Linked DNA regions of Danio rerio: all the other regions are linked to region 1. The links are chromatin contacts, called in public HiCAR-type and Micro-C maps. All regions are on one chromosome and are shown on one strand. Each heading gives the region's core, a stretch centred on a gene start, on an enhancer-like site or on the middle of the called end of the contact. The rest is flanking DNA. Distances are from core to core; before and after follow the strand shown.

Region 1 (3,011 bases), core at 78-2,577:
AATTTTGCAGTAGTGTGTGTGTGAGTGAATGAGTGAGTATGGATGTTTCCCAGTACTGCGTTGCAGCTGGAAGGGCATCCGCTGCGAAAAACGTATGCTAGATAATTTGGCGGTTCATTCCGCTGTGGCGGACCCCTAGTGAATAAAGGAACTAAGTCGAAGGAAAATGAATAAACATTTGAAAGACACAGCTATTTGAATATCTGCAACATGTGAGTTAAAAAATACAGAGAAAATTGCCTTTAAATATGTCTAAAGTGCTTTGCAATGCACATTTCTCATCAAAAATTGAGTTTTGGTATATTTGCAGTAGGAAATTTACTAAATACCTTCAAGGTACACAATCTTTGTTTATATTGCAGTGGTATTTGGAATAAAACAAGCAAAAACATTGGACTTTTGCCAAAAAAATATAGCCCTATAACATAAGATGGTATTGTGGACAAATGTAAGTCACTCAGTATTAACTTTTTTGTTGGACTGAGTATAAAATCAATATCACATTTGCAATCATGCTCACATGCTGGAAATGGCACTCTTGTTTGTGGGATATTATTGAACTATATAATGTCTTATATAAAACAAAAACCCATACAGGGCGTTCATAACTTGAATTATAGGCTCATTCTTCATTCTAATAGTATTAATCAGGCAGTGAACGCTTTTGGACTTTATTAGACTTTGTTTTTTTTTTGTTTTACGCAAAGGGAGTGACATTCTCGATAATGTCAGCTCGCAAATCGTTAAAACAACAATTATTATATTATTGCAGACCATGAATTTCACACACACCCCTAGAAACAACCGACATATCAATATGCTGGTTTATTTCTTCACAATAAGACAGGAAATTAAAAGAATTGAGAATGTAAAAATGCGACAGGATGACTGACAGGATGAAAAATTAAAGTCAGAACATTATTTTCTGGTGGGTGTTCATCTTATTTCACGTTTAGCAGAGAGAAAGTCATACAGGTTTGGAATGACAAAATTGTTCACATTTATTTTGGATGAACTATCCATTTAATACAGCAACAAGGCTGCTGTCCTTTATTTACCTTGAATTACGCGTGATTTGAACGCGGCCAGATCTATTAAGACGTCAGTAAAGAGTTTCCACGCACATGCTGAATTATAGACTGGAATCATGGCCGCTCATAAATAGGTTTTACAGTCGGGGTAATTAGAGTTGTCGAGGTGCTCTGGGAATACATTATTCTGTCATTAAAGAGAGACTTTTGAAAAGATCTTTTGAAAGTCATCATAAACGCTTCAGTCTGTTTTTATTCTCTACGTAATGAGCTCAATTAGCCACTAGGGGACAGTATTAAAGCAAAGTTGGTGTACTTTATCCTCTGTGATGACCATAACAGTGAGCTGAGAAAAGTTCACACTGTGGATTAAAGCGATGCCAAGTTCATGATGACTGCTACAATAAGGACATGAAGCTAGCTTTTCATTTTCAAAACAAAAAGATACAAAATAAGGAAAAAAAAGTCACTGTGTTTTTGTGTTTATCCACTGTCTTTTTGGAGAGTTCTTTTTATCATGTGCTCGCTGCTATCAAGCATTCAGTATTTAAGTGGTCTGGGCCTTGGGGACGGAAAGGAAGTCTCTTCATGAAAGAGTGAATAATTGTGTGGGATGAAGCTGAAGGTTTGAATGGAGTTTTCTCATCCCAGCTGTAATTTAGTAAGCTAAAAACACTTTTTTCCATCCACTCGAAGGCATAGAAACCCTTTGCTCCATTCATTGGCTGTGAGGTCCAAGCCATGCATTATATCTGTGCATCTGATTGGCTGTCGCAGTTGGGGTCATTGAATGGCCGATGTTCATTCGCTGGATGGACTGTTATGAAACAGCGCAACTACGTTCAACCAAATTCAACACAAACAGCAAAACCTCAATTAGACACTAACGTACTGGCAGATGAAATAGAGAAATATTTATGGAAATGTTTTTTTTTTGTACAGGTGTTGTTGAACTATGAACGCGGAACAGTTTTACGATGCTAACGACGATTTTTAATTTCGTTTTGAGTTGCTTCACTTTCTTGCCTCCCATGTGCTCGAGCTGTGATCCTGAGAGTGTCTGTAGACCAGTGGATGTTAGGTTTAAACTTGTTCATTTTTTATTTTTGTTTCTTTTGATGAAGCTTTCAATAAAAAAAATCTACAAAATCACACTGTTTTGACTTGTGCTCCAGCTTTTCTTTGTGAGGTTTCATTTACTGTTCATTTTCCTCACCGTTCAGGGATGACTTTTGTATTCAGTACAGCATTAAATACGATTTTATTAGCTAAAATTGTGCTCGTTCGTCACTTTGAGAGACAAGAAATAGATAACGTCTATAACATGATAATTACGCGTCAATAACGTTACATTTATGTACAGTAATACTGTACATTTGACTGCAGTTTCTTTGGTAAAATGAACAATTCGAAGAAGTAGGACGTCAACAGCTTTTGTTCCTTTTCACAAGATAATTGACGAATCGAGGATTGTTTTCATGCAGTTACTAATAAGTACCATAAAACATCTTGATGTCAATAATTTGTGATGAAATATCAAATCTATCTACAGCAGAGAAAATAAAAATTGAACACGTCATGTTTTTTTTTTCCTGGGAATCATTTCTAAAGGAGCTGCTAACATGGAATTGAACCAGATTGTGGTAAAAACCCAAATAATACAAACATAAAAATAAAACAAACCAAAAATGAGTTATATGTACTGTAATAACGATCAAATGACACAAGGAAAAAGTACTGATCTACTGAAACGTATTTAGTAATTTATATAAAAGGCTTTTGGTGAGGGCAGCTTAAAGATGACTCTCAAATAGAGAATGAAGTCACATGAATTGCTCAGATGTGAGTTTTTCACAGGCTTTAACAGTAACAGTTTACCAAATGTAAAAATATTGATGGTTCTGTGTGTCTCGTCTGTCAAATCTGATCTTTTCGTTGTCCTGCTGAAATGTCCACCCTGGTTTCATCTTCATCATCCTG
Region 2 (2,886 bases), core at 250-2,749, 140 kb after region 1:
GAAAATGCCAGAGTTGACTAAATTTTGCACACTTGTGAATATTTGAATCATCTTTTGTCTATAGCTGGGTTTCCATCACCCTGTTAATGTGCATTTTGAAGTAGAAATGGCTAATATAGCTTTGTTATTGCAAATAGGGCAGCACGGTGGTTAACACTGTTGCCTCACAGCAAGAAGGTCACTGGTTCGAGTCCTGGCTGGGAAGTTTGCATGTTCTCCCCGTGTTCATGTGGGTTTCCTCTTGGTGCTCCGGTTTCCCCCACAGTCCAAGGAAATGTACTATAAGTTATTTGGATGAACTAAATTGGCCGTTGTATATGAGTGCATGTGTGAATGCGAGAGTGTATGGATTTTTCCCAATACTGGGTTGTGGCTGGAAGGACATAAACATATGCTAAAATAGATAGCGGTTTATCCCGCTGTAGTAGCGACCCCTGATAAATAAGGGACTAAAGGCTGCTTTATAATTGTGAGTGATCAGAGTGTAGTCATGCATTTAAACTTCCAAATGCTAGCTAGCAGTAGGTGTTTATGTTCCTCTATGTTGAGTTTCTTCATGGGTGTTTTTTTTTTTTTTGACCACTACCCTAATGTACTAGTAGCTAAAACTCGCTCATTCTGAGGTGGGAACCAGCGGACATTCAGCAACTTTAATCAGAAGGTAAATACTAAACAACTGTTTCCATATAGAGCTACTTCAGAGAACTCAACACTTGCAATGACTCACTCCAACGGTATCGCATGGCTCACTGTCCTGTCCACACGGGTCACAATTACCAACCTGACCAATCGCAGAGCTTGTGCTACGCATAGTTGTGACATTAAGTTATATTTTTTGAGAGGTGCGCATCACCGTCAACCACGACGAAGGCTATGCGACTGCGTGAATGGAGCATACGAGTGTGCTTGATGCAGAAGTATAAAACAGCCTTAAGCCAAAGGAAAATGAATGAATAAATAATAGCAAATGGGAACCAATTAGCTGGATAAATTTAGACATAGTGAACGTTACAGCCTTGTTACTAATCAGCTTTTTCTATTAGGTGTATCGTTGGTTACTAGGTTACCAATACTACAGTGAACTGCTCTAATGGCTTGATTTTTTTTTTTTTTTTTTTTTTTTTTTTTTGCAAACTTTGTAAAGATTTGCTTTATGCCAGGATGAAAACATGCTTCATTAACCCAACATGTTATATGACATGCAGTTTCCCCCCCCAAAAAACAGGTTAAATTTTGTTGCAGTGAATACAAAACACACAGTATCTAATAAAATATGTTTTTTCAACGCTTAAAACAGTACACCCTTTGCAAATCAACTCAAAGCAAACATTGTTCTTTAATAGGAATGTTCATTCATTTTTGACCCTTGTTCCACTATTAGACAGTTTTATTAGCTTTCAGCCTGGGAAATGTGTGATTGACTGGCAGATTACCTGTAAGACAGCCGTTAGTTGCAACAATGTTTTCAGTTAGTCTTAACAAGCATTCTTTTAACCAGTTGTCACGCTAGCTGGTTTTGTGGGAACCAAACTCCTGAAATGAAAATCAGCCTTCAAATGTGCCTGAGTGAACTGACACTTGCATTTCTGTATATGAGCCTCAGGGTTTCTGCTTGGCTGTTGCTAAATCAAGAAACTGTTGTGTGTAGAAACAGTCAGAAACTGTCAAAAAAAAGTCAGTTTGATCATTTAGTATTTGTTTCATTTTTAGTTTGTGTTGTAAGTTTTGGTGGTCTTCATATTAAATATTATATTTTCATGGGACATATAGGGCAGCAATTCTTGTTCGTTTTAAAGTTTTTATTTTATAATTCAACTTTTTTTATTAGTCAGAACCCAAAGAACACACTTTATCCCACACATACATATGATACATGTTACATATTTAGACAACTATCAACACCAAGAAAAAAACAACATATATAATATTTAAACACATGGAAATTAAGGTTGTTGTAGCCTTGTAAGACATACTTATTTTAATGGTCGCCAGAGATTATCCCAATTCCTAGCACTTCTCCTTCAATATTTAATCTCCCCAGTGTACACTCGTATGACGCAATTTCAATCAGTTCATTTTAAAGTTGATTTCTCGTCTCATTTTCATCTTTTAGTTTTACTTATTAGTTTTAGTTTTATTACTTTTTATTTTGATTTATTTATTTTTTATATTTATTTATTTTAAAATATGACTTCTAAAATATGAATAATTTAAAAACACTGCTATAGATAAAGGTAATTATATATACATATCTCTTGAGGAATATTTCTAGTACCTTGTTGAATCTATGCCATGAAGGATTAAGGGAGTTCTGAAGGCAATATGGGGTTCAACCTGGTCCTAGTAAGGTGTACCTAATAAAGTGGCCGGTGAGTGTATATAATTTTTAGAAAACGTTGTACAGTATTGGGTTTTGTTAATATTACAATAGCGACTATAGAATAATTACAGAGTAATACAAGTAGGCTAATTTGAATAACTTAAAAACACAATAAAGTTTACTATAAATGCCTATAGGTTGTTTTTTTTTTCCATGTGGGAGCTCAGCTTTGTTTTGGAGTGAGAGTTTTGAAATTCCTGAGAGGGACCGACAGCGACCATAATGACAGAGAAAACGACGAGTCCCCCAGACGGGACATTTTTATCCCCGGCAGCTGAAACACACCCCTGTTCCTCTCACCGTCTTTTTTTCCCCAGCGTCTATTGTTTCTTTACTATTTTAGCCCCCTAAAACCACTGGAGCGTCTAGGGAAGAAGCAGACTAGGGAATGAACTGGTATCGGAGAGGCTGAAGGGCTATAAATACCGCTCTGTGGCGCTGATCTCAGAATAGGATTTATGGACCCGTTCAGATTCTTGGCATTTGTTGTTGTTGTGGTTCTGGAG
Region 3 (3,104 bases), core at 121-2,620, 150 kb after region 1:
ATTGTTCATTCTTAGTTCATATTATAAAAACATCAACTAACATTAACTAATGTGGTATATGCACACAGACTTTTAATTTCAGTCGGCCAGCCCCAGGGCTTTCGGTTAATTATCATCCTATACAAAATCGCCTTGTTTTAGATGTAATTTCTTAAAATAAAAAAAAACTGTAATTTACACTGCCTGGCTGAGATATGATATAAAGTAAGTCTCAGACCAAACAAGAAGCACTGCATTAAATTAGATTTTTTTCACGCCATGTCTTTAAAATATGGAAAGTAATTTTACCCCAATATTTTCAATGGAATTTCTGCGCTTGCCTGCTACTATTGATGGTGCCTACATTTAAATGTCTTTCATCTATTTTTATAATTTAATAACTAAATGAATGCTTAAGTCTATTTAACTGAATATATTGTGATTACATTGCTACATCAAACGAACCATATAAAATTGAAAATAGTCTCATTGAGCTTTCACCATTGGCTGAAAAACGCTGTGCATATAGCCCATTGAGCCTTAGTAAAAGTGTGACCAAAAAGGGTTAATCTAATGATCATATGGTCCTGAAAAAAATCACCCCTGTATTGATTGCAGTCAATATTAATCAAACTATTATATACTTTAAAAAATTATTAGTTGACCTTACTTAAAATAAGCGAGTAAAATTGTTGCTTTTAAAATGATTAGTAGATCTTACTTGAAAAAGTGAGTAAACCCATTGCTCTAAAGTTTTTAAGTAAATGAACTGTGTGCATAATCATAAAATAAATGGTCAAATCAACTTAAATAGAGAGTAAACCCTTTTTGTGACTTTAACTTGGGACTTCACTAAAGTCAAGTCAACTTGACACTTTTAAGGCAATGAGTTTACTCAATTTTGTAAAGTAAATTATCACTTTTTACAGTAATATCAATATAATAAACAAATGAATAAACCCTTATTTCAGGTCCCTCATTTAAAGTAGGTTTCACCTGTTTGACTGACAACTTTAAGTATAGAGAATGTGGCTTATGTCAACATCAGTGAACTGAATCCTCAGTAACATGAACAAGCAAATGAACTAAAAACCAAATAAGCATTGAATCAAAGTGAACTCTTAATCCAGACGCAGCCATCAGCCGTTTCCACCGCCTAGCTACAGTTGTCTTCAGAGATATAAAGGCCCGCAGCGCTGTGATCGTAACTCCATCATTCAAAACAAATGAACACACACGAGAATATACAAGTCCTTCAGAGTTGCTTTTTCTTCTATTGAACAGACAAACTCTTCAATTCATTATCCTCAGTCGGCTCTCTCCTAACCTCCTCATGCAGAGTTTGTTTGCCCAAACTTTCTGCATTCATTCTCCTTCACTGAGACTAAGAAACCACAGAGGACAATAAAAGAGAAGGAAGCGATTCTTAGAACCGGATGTTAATGTCACAGACTGCAGTGTGTAATTGGCTTGGCATTTAAATAGAAGTTTCAGGTTTCTTGCTGCCATTAAGAAACTGTTGAAATCAAGTTATGGCACCAAGAAACAATGTGTTTAAGAAGAACACACTGAGCATTCAGCAAAACTATTGCTTAATCTGTATTTATGTTTTATTTAATATGAAAATATCCAAAGACTGAGAAAGAAAACTGGTTATTTGAGATTTTGAGAAACTGTGAATAATATTAGTATCTATTAGCATTTATTCTATCTGAATGGCTGCACAACAAATAATTTATATAACAAAATGAGATTAAATTATTCATTCATTCATTTTCTTTTCACCTTAGTCCCTTTATTAATCTGGGGTTGCCACTGCATAAGGAACTGCCAACTTATCCAACACGTTTTACGCAGTGGATGCCCTTCTAGCCACAGCCCAACACTGGGAAATTACCAACACTACAGCCAATTTAGCTCATTCAATTCACTTATTGCACATGTTTTTGGACTTTGGGGGAAACAGCACCCGGAGGAACATGAAAACAGGGAGAACATGCAAACTCCACAGAGAAGTGCCAATTGGCCCAGCTTGGGCTCAAACCAGCAACTTTCTTGCTGTGAGGCGATTGTGCTACCCCCTGCACCACTGTGACACCCAGATTAAATTATTATCATAAATATGAATTTAGATTTTTTATTACATCTTTAATTACAGATTTACAAGTATAACAGACAGTATCAGGTATAAACTTTTAAAGCCAATTATTAAAAATAAAAAAACACAGAATAAACACATCAGTGAATTTATTTATTTTACTGCACAAACCAATAAAATTAATATTAAATATTAAACACATTTTTATGTCAATTCTATGTTCCTTCAGTGTAAATTTTAAACTTTAATATTAAATATACAAATAATATATAATCCAATGGCTTCGAATAAATAAAAAAAAAAACAGTGCTGAGCAAAATTTTTTAGCAAATAATCACATCCATAAACGTTTTTTTTTTTTTTTTGAGAAAAGATGTTTGTGTATTTGAGAAAATTATTATATTTATATATTAAGATATAAATACATATATTTATGCTTAATTGTTTTATGTTCAATTCACTTAAATTTGTAAAAACTTATGTTAACTTAATTCCTTCATGTTGTCCCAACACAATTTTTTTGTTGTCTGATTGTGTAGATCCCAGCATTTTTTTAACGGATGAACTCAATTTAATTAAGGGCAGGATTTTCATCAAATCAATTTGTTTAGCACCAAAAACAAAAAACTAAAAAAAAAAAGATTTACACAATTAAATGCAATTGAGTTGGTCCAACATGATTTATTCAAATAATTATATATGTATGTAATACAAATTATAAATACATTTATTTATTTATGTAAAAATGTTTTGTATAGTTTTGTTTTTAATTCAACATGGTGGCTCTGTGCACTGTCGCCTCAAAGCAAGATGGTCGCTGGTTTGAGTCCCGGTTGGGCCAGTTGGCATTTCTGTGTAGAGTTTGCATGTTCTCCCCATGTTCTCGTGGGTTTCCTCTGGGTGCTCCTGTTTCCACCACAGTCCAAAGACATGCACTATAGATGAATTGAATGAGCTAAATTGTCAGTAGTAGTGTATGTGTGTGACTGAGTGTGTATGGATGTTTCCCAGTAATGGGTTGCAGCTG

Evidence for each region. A called contact is a pair of places that touch in the nucleus more often than the background predicts. HiCAR-type assays count read pairs that join an accessible place to other places.
Region 2: a contact with region 1 is called in a HiCAR-type map of caudal fin, with 14 times the contacts expected there. The contact joins two enhancer-like sites. A contact is called at or near these places in 7 of 18 Hi-C or Micro-C datasets (caudal fin, embryo, hematopoietic stem cells and 2 more) and 1 of 4 datasets of contacts at active chromatin or transcription factors (caudal fin).
Region 3: a contact with region 1 is called in a Micro-C map of caudal fin, with 5 times the contacts expected there. The contact joins two enhancer-like sites. A contact is called at or near these places in 5 of 18 Hi-C or Micro-C datasets (caudal fin, embryo, hematopoietic stem cells and 1 more) and 1 of 4 datasets of contacts at active chromatin or transcription factors (caudal fin).

The regions. Positions count from the first base shown.
Region 1 is chr16:44,046,232-44,049,242 of GRCz12tu, reverse strand. rbms3 (RNA binding motif, single stranded interacting protein) reads left to right here. Exons shown (of 14, transcript NM_001431058.1): 14 at 1-2,183. Among named protein-coding and RNA genes, the nearest start is that of tgfbr2b, 67 kb to the right of the region's middle. Within about 2 kb of position 1,327, at least 15 of the 62 cell types and tissues checked have an H3K27ac peak or open chromatin away from gene starts, as enhancers often do. A contact at or near this core is called in caudal fin, where this site is marked.
Region 2 is chr16:43,911,119-43,914,004 of GRCz12tu, reverse strand. No RefSeq gene overlaps it. Among named protein-coding and RNA genes, the nearest start is that of stt3b, 26 kb to the right of the region's middle. Within about 2 kb of position 1,499, at least 7 of the 62 cell types and tissues checked have an H3K27ac peak or open chromatin away from gene starts, as enhancers often do. A contact at or near this core is called in caudal fin, where this site is marked.
Region 3 is chr16:43,893,562-43,896,665 of GRCz12tu, reverse strand. No RefSeq gene overlaps it. Among named protein-coding and RNA genes, the nearest start is that of stt3b, 8.9 kb to the right of the region's middle. Within about 2 kb of position 1,370, at least 6 of the 62 cell types and tissues checked have an H3K27ac peak or open chromatin away from gene starts, as enhancers often do. A contact at or near this core is called in caudal fin, where this site is marked.